Linked DNA regions of Ovis aries: all the other regions are linked to region 3. Evidence: chromatin contacts called from public Hi-C data. All regions are on one chromosome and are shown on one strand. Each heading gives the region's core, a stretch centred on a gene start, on an enhancer-like site or on the middle of the called end of the contact. The rest is flanking DNA. Distances are from core to core; before and after follow the strand shown. Region 1 has its middle 25 kb from the start of GRM4. Region 2 holds the start of LOC101119680 (small ribosomal subunit protein mS33-like). Region 3 holds the start of RPS10 (ribosomal protein S10).

Region 1 (2,700 bases), core at 42-2,541, 200 kb before region 3:
GTGCTGGGAGGTGACTGTCTGCATCCCTGCCTGGACCTCCCTCTCCCTGATGCACCCCTCCCCACCCCTCCCCAGCGAAGTGTCCCGTGGCCGCCGCCACCCCCACGCCCCGCCCCCACCTGCCCATAGGCCTTGCTGGCACAGCCTGGATCCCTGGAGGTCACCTGCTCCTGGGTTCCTGCTGAGAGACCTACTCCTTGCCACCTCCCCCCTCCCTGCCCTCCACATATTCTTATTGGAGCCACATCCCCCATGGCCGCCCCTCCCATCACCCAGGGTGGATCTGGGGATGTGGTATTCAGATCCAGAAGACCTGTGTTCCAGCGATAGTTCTGCCACCTCTTGGCTGTGTGACCCCTCTCAGGGCCATGCCCAGACAGTCCTCTCCCTCCAACAGGGACCAGCGGGGCCTTGGACACTGCTGGTGAGGCTCCTGGGGCCTCCTGGGGAATCCCGAGGGGCCCAGAGTTCCCCATGCCCCTGTCTGCTGCACTTGGTTGCCGGCCGGAGGGGTCTCAAGGCGAAAGACAGACACTGCACGGCTCACGGGTGAGCTGCGGGGAAGCCAGAGGCCCCAGGATGAGCAGGTCTGGCCCGAGAAGCTCCTCTCTGCGACGGGCACTCAGGTTCCAGGTTCCCCCCGACCGTCAGCTGGCGTCATCTGTCCTCAATAATCAGGAGAGAGGGGATGATGCTATCGGCACTTCTGACCACGGGTGAACATCTGGAAAGGCGGCGTAAAGAAAGCCGCGGTGTGGAGACTGGAGGGGTTTTCTCCTCCTGAGCTTCGGGAAAGGTCCCCACCCTCATCCCCACCTCCCTGGACTGGCCCCTCTCGGCACGTCCTTCCCCGCCTTTCCCGCTGCCCTAGGCCTCAGGATCCCTCAAGCCTTGGTTTTCCCTCCAAAGACAGGTACAGGGGCGGGAGGTTAGTCGCACCGTCACAGCCCAAGGGTCCAAACTGGCCCAGGCACAAGCCCCTGGGCCTTCGCTGGCCGCCCCATTCGGAGCAGGCGCGGCAAGGCCAGGCACAGCCACGTGGCGGCGCCGGGACATCGCCCGAGACACCCAGACCCAGACCACCCGGGTCCCCGATCCGTCCTCCTCTCTCCAGCCGCCCGCGGCCGCAGGCCCGTCCCCGCTCAGGCCTCTGCCTGCGCGGGGGCCTCGTTCACAGGGCGGCTGCCCGGGGAGCGATCAGCGCAGCGGTGTGGCCGCCGGGACATCCTTCTGCAAGGAGCCTCGGGAGCGCTTGCCTCCAGCGCGACCTGGAGGCTGGACCGCGGTAGCATCATCCGGGTCCTGGAGGTGCCCTGTCGGGTGTGCAGCGCCCCCTCCCTGCAAGGCCCCCCGCAGTGAACCGTGCTCCTCCTGGATTGTAAGAGGGAGTGGCTGGGAAGAGAACTTGAAGGAGGAATAGAAAACGTTGCCTTCGGCAGAGCACCTCCTGTGCCCAGCTTGCCGGGGCCCAGCCCTGGGCCAGCCCGAGTCACTGGTTCTCATCCCCATGAGGATGCTCTCCTCACCAGGCATTCACAGCTTGGAGACATTCCCTGCCTTGCAGGCTGAACGGCTCTTGGTGGTGGGAGCTTGCCTGCCCTGGAACTCATGGCTGCCACCCCCAACCCCAGGCCTCCCCTCCACACCTGGGCGCTTCAACCCCATGCAAGTGCACAGGTGCTGACCACGCTGCATCAGTCTAGGAGCCTGACACGTGCCTAACCCGAAGCCCAGGTTCCCCCAGCCTAAGGAAACGGGCCCAAGGACAGCCTCCCCACCCTCACTCAGTCCCACCCTGAACTGGAGTCATCTCCCCAACACCCAATGTAGGGGAGCAGCTTGGAGTCCTGGAAAGATCTGAGGGGCTTTGGAACCCCTGCAGACCTGGATTAAAGCTCATCTGAGGGCTTCCCTGGTGGTCCAGTGTTTAAGACTCCCCAATTTCAATGCAGGGGACTTGGGTTCTATCTCTGATTTGGGAACTGAAATCCCAAGAGGGATATCCTCAGTAACATGCCATGCCCTGGGGCAGACCAAAAAAAACTAAAAAGCTGTCTGCACTGACTGGTTCTGTGATCTATCTTGGGCAAGTCATCAAGTCTTTCTGGATTTCACTTTCCTCATCTGTAAAATGAATGTGCTCATACACACCCTGGAGGAACCATGTACTCCTGATGGGTACATGCTCAGTAAACTCTGGTTATTGAATATTTACTGGCCCCTGTTTTGTGCCAGGTCCTCTACTGGGGTTCAAGGGACCCCAGAGATGAATGAGATGGGACTGCCAACCTTCAGGAATGATCTTTGGGAAAGATAAAAATTCATGCTTCAAAATTTAGGCAGCATTTTGCCGATTTAAATGTGGAGGCATTCCAATGTTCCTTACATTTCAGACTATGAACATGCTGCAGATAACAGTGATGACAGCTCCTTTAGTGAGTGCATACTGTGTGCCAAGTTTTTCACCTGCACTTATTCAACAGATACGTACTGTGGACCTAGTAGGTGCCGGGTACTCTGCTGGGAGCTGGGGTGCAAAGCGCGAGCAGAGCAGCGACCACCACACAGAGCAGACAGGTTACTGGGGGAAAGACAGCAAAGAAGTCACGACACAGATACACCTGTCATCGAGGTAAGAGCCGCATGGGGACACATACAGAGTTGGTAGCAAGGAGGGTGTGCTGAGGGTGGGGTGGTAGG
Region 2 (2,700 bases), core at 156-2,655, 150 kb before region 3:
CCGGAGCTTGCTCAAACACATGTCCATCAAGTCAGTGATGCCATCCAACCATCTCATCCTCTGTCGTCCCTTTCTCCTCCTGCCTTCTCAATCTATCCCAGCATCAGGGTCTTTCCCAATAAGTCTGTGGCATCAGGTGGCCAAAGTATTGGAGCTTCAGCTTCAGCATCAGTCCTTCCAATGACTATTCAGGATTGAGTTCCTGTAGGATGGACTGGTTGGATCTCCTCGCAGTCCAAGGGACTCTCAAGAGTCTTCTTCAACACCACAGTTCAAAAGTATCAGTTCTTTGGTGCTCAGCTTTCCTCATGGTCCCAATCTCACATCCATACATACTACTGGGAAAAAACATCGCTTTGACTATATGAAACATGGTCAGCAGAGTAACGTCTCTGCTTTTTTCATAAGCTGTCTAGGTTGGTCATAACTTTTCTTCCAAGGAGCAAGCGTCTTTTAATATCATGGCTGCAGTCACCATCTACAGTGATTCTGGAGCCCAAGAAGATAAAGCCTGTCACTGTTTCCATTGTTTCCCCATCTATTTGCCATGAAGGAATGGACCTGATGCCATGATCTTAGTTTTCTGAATGTTGAGCTTTAAGCCAAATTTTTCACTCTCTCACTTTCGTCAAGAGGCTCTTTAGTTCCTCTTCACTTTCTGCCATAAGGGTGTTGTCATTCGCATATCTGAGGTAATTGATATTTCTCCCTGCAATCTTTTTTTTTTTTTTGTCATGCATTCCATTTCTTTGGGGAATAAGGTAAACCTCAGATTACAGAACCAAGGCAGATAATTTTGCAGAATTACAATGAAACCAGTCACAATTCAACTGGGTTAGATTTCAACGCAGAGATGATGGTGTTCCTCCAAACAGTCTTCAACCTGGGAAGCTGACACTCCTCCAGGATGTGGACAGACTGTAAATACACTTCCTCCTACTTTCAGCTGCTGAGAGAGAAGTCCTCCCCTGATGGACCAGCACTATTTCTTTTTCGCTGCTCTTTTCCCTTCTCCTTTCCTTGGCTTCTCCTTTCCACGAAGTTTCTTTAGACGCAGCTGCTCATCCTTGAAGTCCTGATGTTCGTCTCTGTAGAGGCCAAGAAAACGTAGCATCCCCATGAGTGCAAAGTAAGTGTTGTGATTTGGATACCAGTCATAAGTCTCCTTCCTCTTGGCCAAAGGCTGCTCACTGAACAGCTTCACCACTTTCATGGATTTGGAATCAGCAGGCCTGGCAACCTCACCAAATAGCCGGGCACTCAGACGATTCACGCGCAAGGCATATTCTGAAAGTGAAGACATTTCTTGAGCAGCAAGGAATAAGAGGCCTTAGGACTTTTCAGGATCCTCATGTGTCCCTTTACGGAAACTTTCAACTGTATCTACTTGTGACCTTCTCTCCTGTGAGCCCTTTTCCCCTCCCTGCAATCTTGATTCCAACTTGTGTTTCATCCAATCTGGCATTTCGCATGATGTACTCTGCAGGTAAGTTATATAAGCAGGGTGACAATATACAGCCTTGAAGTACTCCTTTCCCTATTTGGAATCAACTTATTGTCCCATATCCAGTTCTAACTGTTGCTTCTTGCCCTGCATACAGATTTCTCAGGATGCAGGTCAGGTGGTCTGGTATGCTCCATCTCTTGAAGGATTTCCCAGTTTGTTGTGATCCACATAGTCAAAGGCTTTGGTGCAGTCAATGAAGCAAAAGATGTTTTTTCTGGAATTCTCTTGCTTTTTCTATGATCCAACAGATGGTGGCAATTTGATCTCTGGTTCCTCTGCCTTTTCTAAATCCAGCTTGAACATCTGGAATTTCTCAGTTCATGTACTGTTGAAGCCTGGTTTGGAGAATTTTGAGCATTAATTTGCTAGCATGTGAAATGAGTACAATTGTGCGGTAGTTTGAACATTCTTTGGCATTGCCTTTCTTTGGGATTGGAATGAAAAGAGGTGGGGAAGGATCCAAGTATATGCTGCTGTCAAGAGACTTACTTTAGACCCAGAGACACAAATAAGTTGAAAGTGAAAGAATGGAAAGATATTCTATGTAAAGAATAATCAAAAGAGACCTAGGGTAGCTATACTCATATCACAAAATAGATTTTACATCAAAAACTGTTACTAGAGACAAAGGAGGACATTTTATATTGATACCAAGGTCAATCTATGAAGAAGCTTTAACAGTTATGTATGCAGTGAACAGGGCTCCCCAGGTGACACCAGTGGTAAAGAACGTGCCTGCCAGTGCAGGAGACATAAGAGACACGGGTTCGATTCCTGTGTCAGGAAGATCTCCTGGAGGAGGGCATGGCAACCCACTCCAGCATTCTTGCCTGGAGAATCCCATGGACAGAGGAGCCTGGTGGGCTATAGTCCACAGGTTTGGAGAGAGTCAGACACGACTGAGGCAACTTAGCATGCACGCATACACCAACAACAGAGTCCCAAGATAAATGAAGCAAACATTGACAGAACTGAAGGGAGAAACAGACAGCTCTACACTAACAGTTGGAGACTTCAGTACCTTAATTTCAATAACGGAAAGAATGTCCTATACAGTCAGCAAAAACTAGACCGGGACATGACTGTGGCTCAGATCATGAGCTCCTTATTGCCAAATTCAGACTTAAATTGAAGACAGTAGGGAAAATCACTAGACCATTCAGGTATGATCTAAATCAAATCACTTATGATTA
Region 3 (2,700 bases), core at 50-2,549:
TGTCTGCCAGCTCCGGGTGCTTGGGCATGTGGACATCCTTCTTGGCCACCATCACCCCCTCCTTAAAAAGGAGTTCATAAATGGCAATCCGGTTCTTCTTGGGCATCAACATCTGCAAGAAGAAAGAAATAAGCAAGAATACTTCTGAGCACTGTGGCCAGAGGCCATAACCCAGTTCATCACCCCCAAAGACTGAACGCACACACACGAGTCACTATCCAACGGGTAGAAGTCTCAAACATTCCAAAAAACATGCAGGAAAACAGGAATTTAAACTCCTGCACATTTAAGCCCAACAGTTACTAGTTCCCTCCTCCACCCTCAAAAACAGGATTAAGAAGTTGTCAGGACTTTAAGATAAAACGAGGGTGGGGCTAGGGGGACATTCCTGCCCCTGATTTTCACTCTCACAACGCAGTATAAACGGGGCGGGAGTCAGACCCTTATAGTGAAAGTCACTCAGTCCTGTCTGACTCTTTCAGAGTCCATGGAATTCTGCAGGCCAAATACTGGAGTCGGTAGCCTTTCCCTTCTCCAGGGGATCTTCCCAACCCAGGTCTCCTGCATTGCAGGCGGAACCTTTGCCAGCTGAGCCACCAGGGAAGCCCAAGAATACTGGAGTGGGTAACCTATCCCTTCTCCAGCGTATCTTCCCGACCCTGGCATCGAACCGGGGTCTCCTGCATTGCAGGCGGATTCTTTACCAACTAAGCTGTCAGGGAAGCCCCTCAGGCCCTACACCCTTGGGAGTGTTTGGGGCGCATCAGCAACTGTACCTAATGCGGCACGCGCGGCGGTGCCTTCTGGCGAGCGAGAAGGGGCCAGAAGAAAGCCTGTCGATCCGTGACGGGCCTCTGACCCCCAAAGCAAAAGGCTGAGGCCCTCACAGCCCACCCCTCTACTCCTAAACCTGAGATCCATGGCCGAGCAGGGAGGCAGCCCGGAGTGAGGGTTCTACCCCGAAAAAAAGAAAAAAGCGTGCGGAAGACACGCAGTCTCCCGTCTCGCCCGGACGGTCCCCGCCACGCTAGGGCTTCATCTTCCCCTCCTCCATCCGGACACCAATCTTCGCCTGCCAGGGCCCCACTACTTCCCCCCCCCCCGCAAGAAATGAGCTTCTGGGCGCTGCCTGCTCGGAAATGGACGTGCGGGGAGCGGGAGAGGGCCCCCGCCACCCTAAACCCGGCGAGGCACGACGGCGGCGGCGGAGACAGGGCCAGGATGGGGGCCGATGGCACCGCGGCGCCGGAGGGACTCACCGCGACGGTTGCTGTGTCCGGGGCCGGCGCTGGAAAGGAAGGGGCGTGCGCGGCGCGGGGCCTCTTCCGGGCTGCCGGGCCCCGCCCCTTGTCAGGACCCACGAGCTGCCTGAGGCGGCCTCGGCGGTGCCTGAGAGACTGGCGGCCCCGGCGGCCCCTGCGGCCGCGAACCCCGGCCGGCCTGAGGCAGCGCGGGAGTGGGAGCCCGCGTGCTTATCAAGAAATGATCAGCTTCGTGCCTGGTCGGGTCCTTTAGAAACACGCTACGTCTTTATTTTCTCCGTTTCCCGCCGGTTAATTTAATTTATTATTATGTAAGGAATATATGCTCTTTGAGCAGGGAAAAGGAGATACCTTCTGCCTACAAAATAACAGTGACGGCAGTACCAATAATGGAAGAATAAAATTCCGTCAACCGATGAGTCGCTGTTAACGTTTTGGTATAAACTGAGAGAAAAGTGTTAGAGTTGCCTAGCTCAGTCGAGTCTGGCTATTTGCGACCCCTCCTCTGTCCATGGGACTCTCCAGGCAAGAACGCTGGAGCGGGTTGTCCTTCCCTTCTCCAGGGCATTTTCCGGACCCAGGGATCAAACGTGGGTCAAAGGAAATGTATTTTTTGATAAAAATGGGATGATTTGTACGTATGTTGTGGTATGATATGTGGAAACCTGTTTTGTTTTTGCTTTTTTCGTTTACAGCTATATCATGAATCTCTCTTCAAGGTAATTAATACCTACAGTTTTAATGACTAGGTGGTAGTCCACTAATGGATGGTTTAATCAACACTCTGTGATGGGATATATATATGTATATATATTAATCCTTCAGTGTTATAACCAATGGTGCCACACACTTATCTGCACACTTGTCACCGTCTCTTTAGGACAAAGCCCTGGCGGTGTAATTGTTGAGTTACAATGTTAGCGCATACCAATAATGAAAGAATAAAATTCCATCAACCAGTGAGTCGCTATTAACGTTTTGGTGAAAGAAAAGTGAAAGAAAAGTGTTAGTTGCCTAGTTCAGTAGAGTCCAGCTATTTGCGACCCCATGGACTCTAGCCTGCCAGGCTCCTCTGCCCATGGGATTTCCCAGGCAAGAATACTGGAAAGGGTTGTCATTTCCTTTTCCAATGTTATGTATATTTTATCACAATTTAAAAAAAAATAAGATTCATGTATACAGATTTTTTTGTTTAATATCTTGAACATTTGGACAAAGAACAACATAATCTAGGGACTGGTCAAGCAGATTTGGAAAAGAATACCGTAGAATTCCTAGCAATAAAAACTAAAATGATTGAGATTTGAAAGTTAATTTTAAAAAATAAACAACAGATTTGATACACTAGAATAGAAAAATCATGAAATAGAAGACAGAAGTAAAATAAGAACAAAGACAAAAAGCATTCACCATGTAGTCCAGAGACTAAAAGAGGCAG

The links. Hi-C and Micro-C count contacts between places; a contact is called where the count stands out from the background.
Region 1: a contact with region 3 is called in a Hi-C map of tail adipose tissue, with 7 times the contacts expected there. The contact joins the enhancer-like site here to the promoter of RPS10 in region 3. A contact is called at or near these places in 12 of 16 Hi-C or Micro-C datasets (blood, hypothalamus, liver and 6 more).
Region 2: a contact with region 3 is called in a Hi-C map of tail adipose tissue, with 4 times the contacts expected there. The contact joins the promoter of LOC101119680 here to the promoter of RPS10 in region 3. A contact is called at or near these places in 11 of 16 Hi-C or Micro-C datasets (blood, hypothalamus, liver and 5 more).

The regions. Positions count from the first base shown.
Region 1 is chr20:8,427,065-8,429,764 of ARS-UI_Ramb_v3.0, forward strand. No RefSeq gene overlaps it. Among named protein-coding and RNA genes, the nearest start is that of GRM4, 25 kb to the left of the region's middle. Within about 2 kb of position 1,292, at least 6 of the 54 cell types and tissues checked have an H3K27ac peak or open chromatin away from gene starts, as enhancers often do. A contact at or near this core is called in liver, where this site is marked.
Region 2 is chr20:8,477,461-8,480,160 of ARS-UI_Ramb_v3.0, forward strand. LOC101119680 (small ribosomal subunit protein mS33-like) reads right to left here and starts at 1,406. Exons shown (of 1, transcript XM_042237488.2): 1 at 1-1,406. The coding sequence starts at 1,303. The coding sequence ends at 983. It overlaps SMIM29 (small integral membrane protein 29), which reads right to left and starts at 1,406. Exons shown (of 5, transcript XM_060403585.1): 1 at 1-1,406.
Region 3 is chr20:8,629,308-8,632,007 of ARS-UI_Ramb_v3.0, forward strand. It overlaps RPS10 (ribosomal protein S10), which reads right to left and starts at 1,300. Exons shown (of 5, transcript XM_060403583.1): 1 at 1,260-1,300; 2 at 1-112. The coding sequence starts at 112.